2 separate regions of the Mus musculus genome follow, and region 1 is linked to region 2. Evidence: chromatin contacts called from public promoter capture Hi-C data. All regions are on one chromosome and are shown on one strand. Each heading gives the region's core, a stretch centred on a gene start, on an enhancer-like site or on the middle of the called end of the contact. The rest is flanking DNA. Distances are from core to core; before and after follow the strand shown. Region 1 holds the start of Coq8b (coenzyme Q8B). Region 2 has its middle 6.3 kb from the start of Gm46015.

What was found. Promoter capture Hi-C pulls out the DNA fragments that hold promoters and counts their contacts.
Region 1: a contact with region 2 is called in a promoter capture Hi-C map of cranial neural crest. The contact joins the promoter of Coq8b here to the enhancer-like site in region 2. A contact is called at or near these places in 2 of 39 promoter capture datasets (cranial neural crest and liver) and 4 of 115 datasets of contacts at active chromatin or transcription factors (astrocytes, epiblast stem cells, pancreatic cancer cells and 1 more).

What each region holds. Positions count from the first base shown.
Region 1 is chr7:27,229,471-27,234,881 of GRCm38.p6, forward strand. Coq8b (coenzyme Q8B) reads left to right here and starts at 3,543. Exons shown (of 15, transcript NM_133770.2): 1 at 3,543-3,703; 2 at 3,995-4,102; 3 at 4,232-4,351; 4 at 4,471-4,537. The coding sequence starts at 3,998.
Region 2 is chr7:25,829,116-25,834,320 of GRCm38.p6, forward strand. No RefSeq gene overlaps it. Among named protein-coding and RNA genes, the nearest start is that of Gm46015, 6.3 kb to the right of the region's middle. Within about 2 kb of position 1,331, at least 22 of the 459 cell types and tissues checked have an H3K27ac peak or open chromatin away from gene starts, as enhancers often do.

The DNA of each region.
Region 1 (5,411 bases), core at 2,293-4,792, 1.4 Mb after region 2:
TTACACAGAAACCATGTCTTGAAAAACAACAAAACCCGGGCGGTGGTGGCGCACGCCTTTAATCCCAGCTCTTGGGAGGCAGAGGCAGGCGGATTTCTGAGTTTGAGGCCAGCCTGGTCTACAGAGTGAGTTCCAGGACAGCCAGGGGCTATACTGAGAAACCCTGTCTTGAAAAACAAACAAACCAACAACAACAGGGGAGAGAGAGAAAGAGAGAGAGAGAGGAAGGAAGGAAGAAAGAAAAAGAAAAACAACAAAAACAGTCTCAGGGCTGGAGAGATGGATCTGTAGTTAAGAGCCATTAGTCGCTCTCTTGAAGAATTGGGAGTTTGGTTTCTAGCACCCTGAATGGGGGTTCACAATCATCTCTAACCACAATTCTAGGGCATTGAACACCCTCTTGTGGTTTCTTCAGGGCATGCATAGCATGCACAGACATTTGCAGGCAAAATTACCCGCACACATAAAATTAAATCTTTTTAAGGCTGGCAGGGTGGCACACACCTTTAATCCCCAGTACTCAGGACAGAGGCAGACAGATCTCTGTGAATTTATGCTAGTTCCAGGTCAGCCAGAGCTACATATAGAAACCCTGCCTCGAATAATAAAGTACATAGGTAAGACCTTTTTAGGAAAGAATTCCAGGGCTGGAGAGATGACTCAGTGGTTAAGAGCACTGACTGCTCTTCCAGGGGTCCTGAGTTCAATTCCCAGCAACCACATGGTGGCTCACAACCATCTGTGATGAAACCGGATGCCCTCTTCTGGTGTGTGTCTGAAGACAGCTATAATGTACACACATAATAAATAAATCTTAAAGAAAAGAATTTCAATGTTTAAAACAATGAAGAAATCTCATGTCTAAACCATGGGTGATGGCACACTCATATAATCATATTACACAGGAGGCAGACACAAGACATTCTTATGTTTCACTAGCCCAACACCAACCTGGCCTACATGATAAGAGCCAATCTCAAAAAACAAGAGCCTGGGTTTTACATGGGCACAAGGTCTTGGGTTTAAAAAAATTATTTATTATTATACATAAGTACAGTGTAGCTGACTTCAGACACACCAGAAGAGGGCATCAGATCTCATTGGGGATGGTCTCTGGAAGAGCAGTCAGTGTGCTTAACCTCTGAGCCATCTCTCTAGCCCAGGGTCTTGGATTTTTGTTTGTTTGTTTGTTTTTGTTTTTTTGTTTTTTCGAGACAGGGTTTCTCTGTATAGCCCTGGCTGTCCTGGAGCTCACTTTGTAGACCAGGCTGGCCTCAAACTCAGAAATCCGCCTGCCTCTGCCTCCCGAGTGCTGGGATTAAAGGCGTGCGCCACCATGCCTGGCAGGGTCTTAGATTTTTAAATAAATAAATGAAGATGATTTCATGTCTAGAGGACTTATGTTCTAGGCTCTGACACTAGATCATTACCTCAAGGTTGGTTGGTTCTTTAATTACTTATGTGTACATGTGTGCCTGTGCAGGTGCATTCAGGTGCCTTTGGCGACCAGCAGGGGGCATCAGATCTGGAGTTGAGCTTACAGGTAATTGAAGCTACCTGGACACTAGGAACTGAACTCGGATCCTTTGGAAGAAAAGCAAGCATTCTTAACTGCTGAGCCCCAACTCCAGCACCTTGGGGGTTTGTGTGTGTGTGTGTGTGTGTGTGTGTGTGTGTGTGTGTGTGTGTGTGTGTGTGTGTGATAGACTTTCCCTGTATTCTTGGCTGTCCTGGAACTCACAGAGATCCTCCTGCCTCTGTCTCCTGAGTGCTGGGATTAAAGGCCTGTGCCATCACCACCTGATACCTCTTGTTTTCTAATGCCGAGGCTCACACATGCTGTATCACTGACATATACCTGCAGCTCCATGCTTTCCTCTTATTTATTTTGAGGTAGGGTCTCAAGTAGCCCAGTCTAGCCTCAAAACCAAGGATAGCCTTAAATTCTTGCTTTCCCCGCCTCTTTCTTCCAAATGCAGGGATTATAGACATGCACCACCATGGCTGCCTTCATGATCCCAGTGTACCAGGGAGAGCTTTGAGTTCAAGTTCTACCCTTTCCTTGCCCTTGTTTATGTCATCTGCAATGAACTCAGATACATGGAGTTTGTGGTGCGAGGCCACTGTGAGCAGTGGCCCTGTGGGATTATCCACTGAGGTGATTTTTCAGCCTGTCCCTTATGGCAAGCAGCCTGCAGCTCCTGAGTCAGACCCTCACCTTTGGAAGAGGACTGGAGGTGCTTTCAATCTTGAAATTGAGTCACCCATTGGAGGGACATTGGGCACAGGCCCAAGGTTTCAGGATGAGTCATCTCTTCATAGGCTAATAAGAAGTCAGATACGGGAACCCACCTCAGACATCATACAAGTTAGAGAACATGAGGTCCAGAGAAGGAGGAGGGCTCTTCTGAGGTCACACAGTAAAGGGACAGACTTTCCCAACAAAGGGGGTGGGGCTAGACAGCGACAGTAGGGTGCCGTGAGGAACACATCTCTTCAATTGTGGGAAAGATGTCCCAGCCACCAGCTGTTTCTATTCCAGACAGCAAGAGGAGTGAGTCAATTTTCTCTCATGCCAAGGCTCCTGACTCAGCGCTGGGAATCTTGACTGAGTGTGTTCTGGGAAATGTCAGGCCTTAAGGAAGCAGGGTTCCCACTGAGGGCCATCTCCTAAGTAGGCAGAGTGGAGAGTAGACTGCAGGAGGGAACACCGGCACAGTATGCCGCCAAGGGGAGTCATGGTGAAGGCAGAGAAGAGTTCCTAAGCAAGGCAGTGGATTTATATGTGCCAGGAAGGAGGCTGGGTGCCAGGACGTGGGTGTTGGTACAAAGTGGAGAGGCTCCATGTGCAAGGGAAATGTTTGCTTGGAAGAATATGTGTTTAAAGATTTCTGGGGTTGGGGCTGGCGAGATGGCTCAGCGGGTAAGAGCACTGACTGCTCTTCCAGAGGTCCTGAGTTCAATTCCCAGCATCCACATGGTGGCTCGCAACCATCTGTAATGGGATCTGATGCCCTTTTCTGGGGTGTCTGAAGACAGCTACACTGTACTTACATATAATAAATAAATAAATCTTAAAAAAAAAAAGATTTCTAGGGTTGTGGCTCAGTGGTCAAGAATCGTCCCTGGAATGCACAAGGCCCTGGATTCGTGCATCCGTGGTGGCAGGGGTTGGGGGAGGATGTCCAAATACATAGGATAGATTTTGAGCTTGGCAGGCGGAAATGTAAGTGGATATAATGGTTCAGACCTGCAATTTCAGCAGGTGGGAAGTGGACGCAAGAAGAGAGAGACAGAGAGAGAGACAGAGAGACAGAGACAAAGAGGGACAGAGAGGGACAAAGGAGGGTAGAAGAATTCTGTCAAGAAGGACCATTGGTCAGTACAATGAGCTCACGTGCGCACCGACTAACACAGAAGACCCACAGAGCCTTAGCCTAGGTTCCACCCCTTGCCACGCCTCCTCAGCGGGGTGAGTTTTTGCAAACGTCGGCGAGCTGCTGTGCTACCATTGGCTAGCTGATCAAAGGGGGCGGGTGTGCGGACGTTCCCGGAAGCTTAAGAGGCCCAGCGGGTGCTAGACCTGGAGCCTAAACCTGGTGGACTGGGTGCTTAGCAACGGGGGAGGTGCCCCGTAACGGGGTCGTAACGGGGTGTCTAGGCAGGGGGCAGCACAGGAATTGTGAATGCTTAACAGCCCAGGGTAAGGCGATGCCTAGCAACGAAAGGGGCGCTGAGAAGTAGAGAGTTGTCCTGGCGGCTCTGTGGACGTCTAGCAACGGGAGAGAACCTTAGCAACAGCGAGGAGTTTTGTGGGGATTGGGGAGGCGCTTATGGAAAACTTGAGTTCTTAGCAACGTGGGCGGGCTGGGGGGGGGGGGGTAACTAGAAGAAACCTGGAAATAAAAGGGGAAAAGATATGGGGGTTAGGGGGGCTTTTCCAACAAGAGCGCAAAGCAGGAGGCCCAGTACTGTAATCCTTATTATTTCTTAGGCAATGTGGCTGGAGCTAGGTGCCATGCTGCGCAGGACCTGTGGACCGCTGGGCAGGGCTGTTCGTCTGCCCTGTGGGGGGGCCCTAGGACCTAGGCCCCACTGGTGGGTAAGAGGCTGAGGAGGGGGCCTCCAAGGAAAAGAGGTTGAGGGAAGGGGGGTGGGGAGTAGGTAAAATGATGTAGATGGGTCTAAAAAGGATTAGACCTTCATTCTTTTAAAATCCACTTCTCTGCAGGGGCCATGTAGGAGTTGCTTGGCCCAAAGTGTTCATCAAGACCAGCCTGGAAGAGGCCTCAGTGAAGATGACATTCGCAGGGCACGGGAGGCCCGGCTCAGGAAGGCACCCCGGCCCCAGGTATCATTGCTTCCTCTTCCCCCTCCCCCATGATAGTCTGAGGAAAGTGGCAGCAAGTCTGCAGGGCTTTTCTGCCATCTTGTCCACCTTCCCTACCTCACACCTCTCCTCTTTCTCAGCTGAGTGATCGCTCTCGTGAACGCAAGGTGCCTGCCTCCCGCATCAGTCGCTTGGCCAGCTTTGGGGGTAGGTGTGACCTCGATCAGAGAGAACATTTACAGGTGAAGCAAGGGAAAGGGTGAATCAAAGACAGGGTTAGGAGGGAGAGAGAGACAAGGAAAAACAGAACGTAGACCTTACTGTTTATTGAGAACCTGATGTGAGCAAGGTCTTGTAGGCTAGGCCTGTGTTTATTTCTTCTATTGATGGAGGAGTGGGGGCTGAGAGGTGAGGTGGCAGGACTTTAGGTTCCGCAGCAAGATTGTTCAGACATGTATGAAACAAAAAGTAATGTGTTGCAACCAACCCTCCAAAAAGGAAAGGAGGTGGCCAGGACACCCACCTGGAATTTCAGCAGTTGGGATGTAGGTAGGAGGGAACAGGATGATCAAGGGTTCAAGGTCATTCCTGGCAACATAGAGAGTTTGAGGCCGCCTGTACTACATGAGACCCTGTTTAAAGGAGAGAAAGGTAAAGAAGGGAGAGAGAAAGAGGGAAAGGGCCATTGTAATCCCTGTTCTTGAGAAGCTAACACCGAGAGATTGAAAAGCCAAGCCTGGGAGTGCATGGCTGGAGGCTCAGCTGCCTGCTCGGTTACTACTGTAGGACTGCTTGCACTCACAAATTCAAGACCAGCCTGGCATCACAGACCTTGTCTAGGGAAGAAGGAAAAAGAGAGAGAGGAAAGAAAGAAAATAGCATATAAGAAAATATAATGGGCAGTGGTGGCACACGCCTTTAATCCCAGCACTTGGGAGGCAGAGGCAGGCAGATTTCTGAGTTCGAGGCCAGCCTGGTCTACAAAGTGAGTTCCAGGACAGCCAGGGCTACACGGAGAAACCGTGTCTCGAACACCCACCCCCACTCCCCAAAATATAAATGTTGAATATGGATACATACG
Region 2 (5,205 bases), core at 81-2,580:
TTCTTTCTTTTTTTTTTTTTTAAGACTTATTTTTTTATTTTATGTATGTGAGTACACTGTAGCTATACAAATGGTTGTGAGCCTTCATGTGGTTGTTGGGAATTGAGTTTTTAGGATCTCTGCTTGCTCTGGTCAGCCCCATTCACTCAAGCCCAAAGATTTATTTATTATTATACAGAAGTACACTGTAGCTGACTTCAGATACACCAGAAGAGGGCGTCAGATCTCATTACGGGTGGTTGTGAGCCACCATGTGGTTGCTGGGATTTGAACTCAGGACCTCTAGAAGAGCAATCAGTGCTTTTACCTGCTGAGCCATCTCGCCAGCCCCCTAGGTTGATCTTTCTTAAAAAGGATATATAGAATTATAGTTATTACTGAACATATTATCTGTATGCTGACAGTCAAAACAAATGGGGGGTCAAAATGCCCTCTTTTATAGTGTTTCCTGTCTTTTAATATGGAAAAAATATATTTGTCTCTCTTAAGTCTCTTTATTTTCTTATTTAAATTTCATACTTTTTAAAAAAGTTGTAAGAATGTTTACACAAACTTGAGACAGGAGATTCTTGACCTAAACATTACAATGTCATGTCTGCCTTGAAACAAGATATGAGGGCAGAGAAGTCAACATTTGAATAACACAAAGATAACCTTTACAGAGTTCACAAAAACATTATGCCTACACAGGACAGCCTGGGCTACAACATTTACAGAAATCTTCCTTTGCAGGCTCAATAGCTTGGCACACATTTGGAACCTATTCTTGTGTGCTACGTGTGCGTGCGTGCGTGTGATATGCCTGTCATGGTGAAATGTGTGTAGGATCAAGCTCTGATATTGCTCCTTGTCTTTCACAGCATTGAAGCCTGGGTCTCTGTCATTATTGTCTTGTCTGTTTCCAGATGTCCTTTCTGTCTCCCCCTGTCTTGTCCTAGTGCCAGATTAGGGGTGCACTTCACAGCTCTGTGTGGGTTCTGTGGTTTTGACCCCTGACCTTAATCTTGCAAGGCAAGGGTTTTACAGTGTGAGGTGTCTCCCCAGCTCCCACACCTAAATCTTTTGCAACTGGAGGCTTACTTAGTTTTTGCATTTGTCTTTATCCACGAGGGTGGTTCTGCCTCACTTGTTTTGACTTCTGGGAGGTGTTTCACAAAATGACTTTGACATATGTCTCCCTCTGTTGCCCCCAGAGACATAGCTGAGCTCTGATGGTTTCCAGGCCTTTCCTTTTAAAATCAGTTCTGCATCTTTTTTTCTGGGTTGAGAATTGAATTTCAGATGCCCGAGTCAAAGGAAGTCTGTTTCCTTCTGTGCTGCCCTCTCCTTGATCTGCCCTCTGAGCCCAGTGGGTCCAGTCCCTCCTGACCTGGCTTCCGGGCCTCTCCTGAAGCCCCTCTCCTCCTAGCCAAATGGGCTGGGTTATTTGTAGAGCTCTGGTTTCTCTGCCTAGACCAGGGAGGAGAGACCAGTCCCATCTGTCTCACCCAGGCACCCAGGCCTGACAAGTCTCAGCATCTGGTTTCTGGGCCTTGGTGGCTCACATCAGCGATCCCCTGTCCTTGGGAAGCTGGCAAAGGAGGATTGCACGTTTCAGACCAATGTGAGCTACAAAGTGAGATTCTGTCTCTTAAACCCCCAAATAATATCCCATAACAAACTCAACCAATGGCAAACCCTCACAAAACCACAAACAAAACAACAAAACAACAGTGGTGATGCTCAGAGGGGGCACCAGGAAGGATCGACAAGGTTTTGGGGATGATGGGGAATGGGGGTGGGACTTTGTTTGTTTGTTTGTTTGTTTCTTTAAAGGAAATTTTTGACAAAGGGAGTTCCCTGAATTCAGTTTGCTCTGCCACAGCCACCGTCTTTTTGTGTGGCTTTGACTAGGCTGTTCGACTCCCAGTTTTCCTCCTCTGTAAATACAGCTCATATCTGCAACTATTTTCCATTCATTCCTTTTTAAAGTTTTTTTTTTAGATTTATTTTTATGTGCATGAGCGTTTTGCCTGCATGTATGTCTGTGCATCACATGGGACGTATCCACAGAGGACAGAAGAGGGCATCATATGCCCTGGAACCGAAGTTACACCATGTAGGTGCTGGGAATTATCTTTCTGGCTCTTCCCCATTAGATTCTTTAAATTGGGTACTATCCTTTCTGTCTTGTATCGAGGAACTTGGGACTGGAGGACAGTAGATTATTTTCCCAGTGTCTGGCTTTCTAGGATAGGGTCCTACTCTGACTTTCTCTTTATTTGCCTCCTTCTGGGACCCTCTGCCCAGCTATGCCACACTCTTCCTCATGAGCTGACTTGCTTCTTGCAGGCTCACTCCATTGCATGCACACGGTGTCTACCAGAGCATGCTCCAGCTATTGAGCTACTGCTTTCCGATTGCATTGTGGTTAGAGGGCTAAACCAGGCGAGGTGGAAGACCTAGAGGGACCAAAAAACTCTGAGAAGGAAGAGCGGGTGGAAGGGAGTCAGAGATGGACACCACAATCTTTCCCCTTCTTCCCTTCTTGCTCTCGTGCTGTGTTCAAACCCCACGCTGGCCTTGTGGGTGGCCATGGGCAGGAGTCTTTTCCCAGTGATCTCACCCAGCAAGTCTAGGCAATGCATCAATACCTCTCCCTGAGAATTACAGGAGTCCTAGGATTAATGCCTGTATTGCATTTTGGCAAATTCTGGTTCGGTTAGTCAATGTGTGGCAACTAAAGTTCAGGGTGCTTGTTTTGTGCCTGGGGTGAACCCCAAGTCTTACCACCACCCAAGAGTGGCTATCATTATTTTCTCCATTTTAACTTTTCACGGACATTCCATTCCTCTAACTGTACTAACTTGTGTAAACAGGTTTGTTACTAATTTCAAAAGACCGCGTGAAAAGGATTTCTTTTCTCGGCATACTCCCTCCCAGGCTACTGGCTGTCTCAGCCACACCGCACTTTCAGTCAGGCAGCTCTTGCAGTTATAAATGTTTAACTTTCTTTGCCTGAACCAGCCTGGGCTTGTGCGTACTGCCCTTCCAGAAGGAAACATCACCCTCACAGAGTAGGGAGAAGGTTACAGGCTCCTGAGAGTTCCTTTCTGGGAGTCATTGTTTTCCTAACACCCACATCTCCAAAGAGAAAGTAAATCCCATCTGCTTCTCTCTTTAAAAAAAATCAGCATGCCTGGGCTTCCAGAATAATGAATGTCTGGAGAAGATCCAGAAGTCAAGGATGTAGCAGATGCCTCCAGAGGTGCCTGGTATCAAAGACCTACAAAGCCCCACCTCAGGCTTGGGAGCCATTTCCATGCTCAGGCCACACTCTGGGGGTTCTGGGGACTTGGAAACCAACAGTCCTGACTCAATCCTTCATAGTCTAGCAGAGGCCAGGAGAAACAGATCATTGTCTAAGTTTCTCTAGGCAACCAATTTGAAATGTATCAAAGAAAAACAGAGTATTTTGACCTCCTCATCCCATGAGAGTTTGTATAATGGTATCATTATATTTCTTCATTACAGAGTTTGCCAGAAATGTTAGGGAAGACATTTAATAATTAGACTTCACTTTTGGAGTGTGCGCATGCATGTGCGTGTGTGTGCGTGTGTGTGTGTGTGTGTGTGTGTGTGTGTGTGTGTGTATGTGTGTGTGTGCAGGTAGGTGCATGGAGAGGTCAGTGGTCAATTTTAGGTGCTGTTTCTCAGTTGACACCTCTTTTTTAGTTTTATATATATATACATATATATATATATATATATATATACACACACACACATATATATATACATATATATACATACACACAAATATATAAATACATACATATACACACATATATGCACACAAACATGTACTATATATATTCATCATCATCATCATTATTATTATTAATTATTTTAAAGGCAGGGTCTTTCACTGACCCAGGGCTCAGCAATTAACCCAGGATGTCTTGTCAGTGAACCTGGAGATCCCTGGCTCCTCTTCCCAGTGCTCATGTCTTTATGCTTCTCTGTTTCTTTTGTCTGACAGGGTCTCATGAAGCCCAGATTGGTTTCAAACTCACATTATGACTAACTGAGGGGGACCCTGAACTTCTGAATCTCTTGCTTCCCCATTCTGAGTGCTGGGGCTATGAACATGCAACACCTGGTGTTTGGTGCCGTGGATTGAGTCCAGGGCTTTATGACTGCTAGGCAGGCACTCTACCAATTGAGCTACACCACCACCACTTAAGTTAAAAAAAATTTTTTTTAAAAGATTTACTTATGTGTATAAGTGTTTTGCATGCATATATGTTCCTGGTGCCCTCCAAGGTCAGAAGAGGTCTTTATACCACCTGGAACTGGAGTTGTACATGATTGTGAGTCACTTTGTGGGTGCTGGGAATCAAACCCAGGTCCTCTGCAAGAACATGTATTAACCACTGAACCATCTCTCCAGCCTCTAACATTTTTTAAGAGAATAACCTACTTTTATTATTTTAAATTATGCGTGCGTGTGCGTGCGTGCGTGCGCACATGGGGGAATGCACACATGACTGTAGGAGCCCAAGGAAGCGAAGGGCATTGGGTTCCCTGGTGCTGGAGTTACAGAAGCTGTGAGCCACCTGACTTGGTACTGGAAACTGAACTTGGATTCTGTGGAAGAGCAGTATGTTCTCTTAATCATGGAGCTGTTCCTTGAGTCTCAAGTTTGAACAGTTCTCATCCCTGGGCTGGAGAGACTGTTCGATGGTTAAGAGCACTTATATGCCAGGTGTTTTAGTCTCAGCACTGGAGAGGCAGAGGCAGGTGGATCTCTCTGAGTTCAAGGTCTACAGAGTGAGTTCCAGGACAGCCAGGGCTACACAGAGAGACACTGTCTCAAACAAAACAAAACAAAACAAAACAAAACAAAACAAAACAAAACAAAACAAAACACACTCATTGTCTCTTTTAGAGGAACTGGGCTCAGGTCTCAGCATCCATGCTGGGTGGCTCACAACAACCTGTGATCCAGTTCCGGGAAATCTGATGTCCTCTTCTGGTCTCTGAGGGTATCTACACACACACACATACACACAGACACAGACACACATACACACACACACACACACACACACACAGACAGACACACAGACACACACACACAGACACACACACACAGACACACACATACACACACACATACACACACACAGACACATACACAGACACACACACAGACACACACAG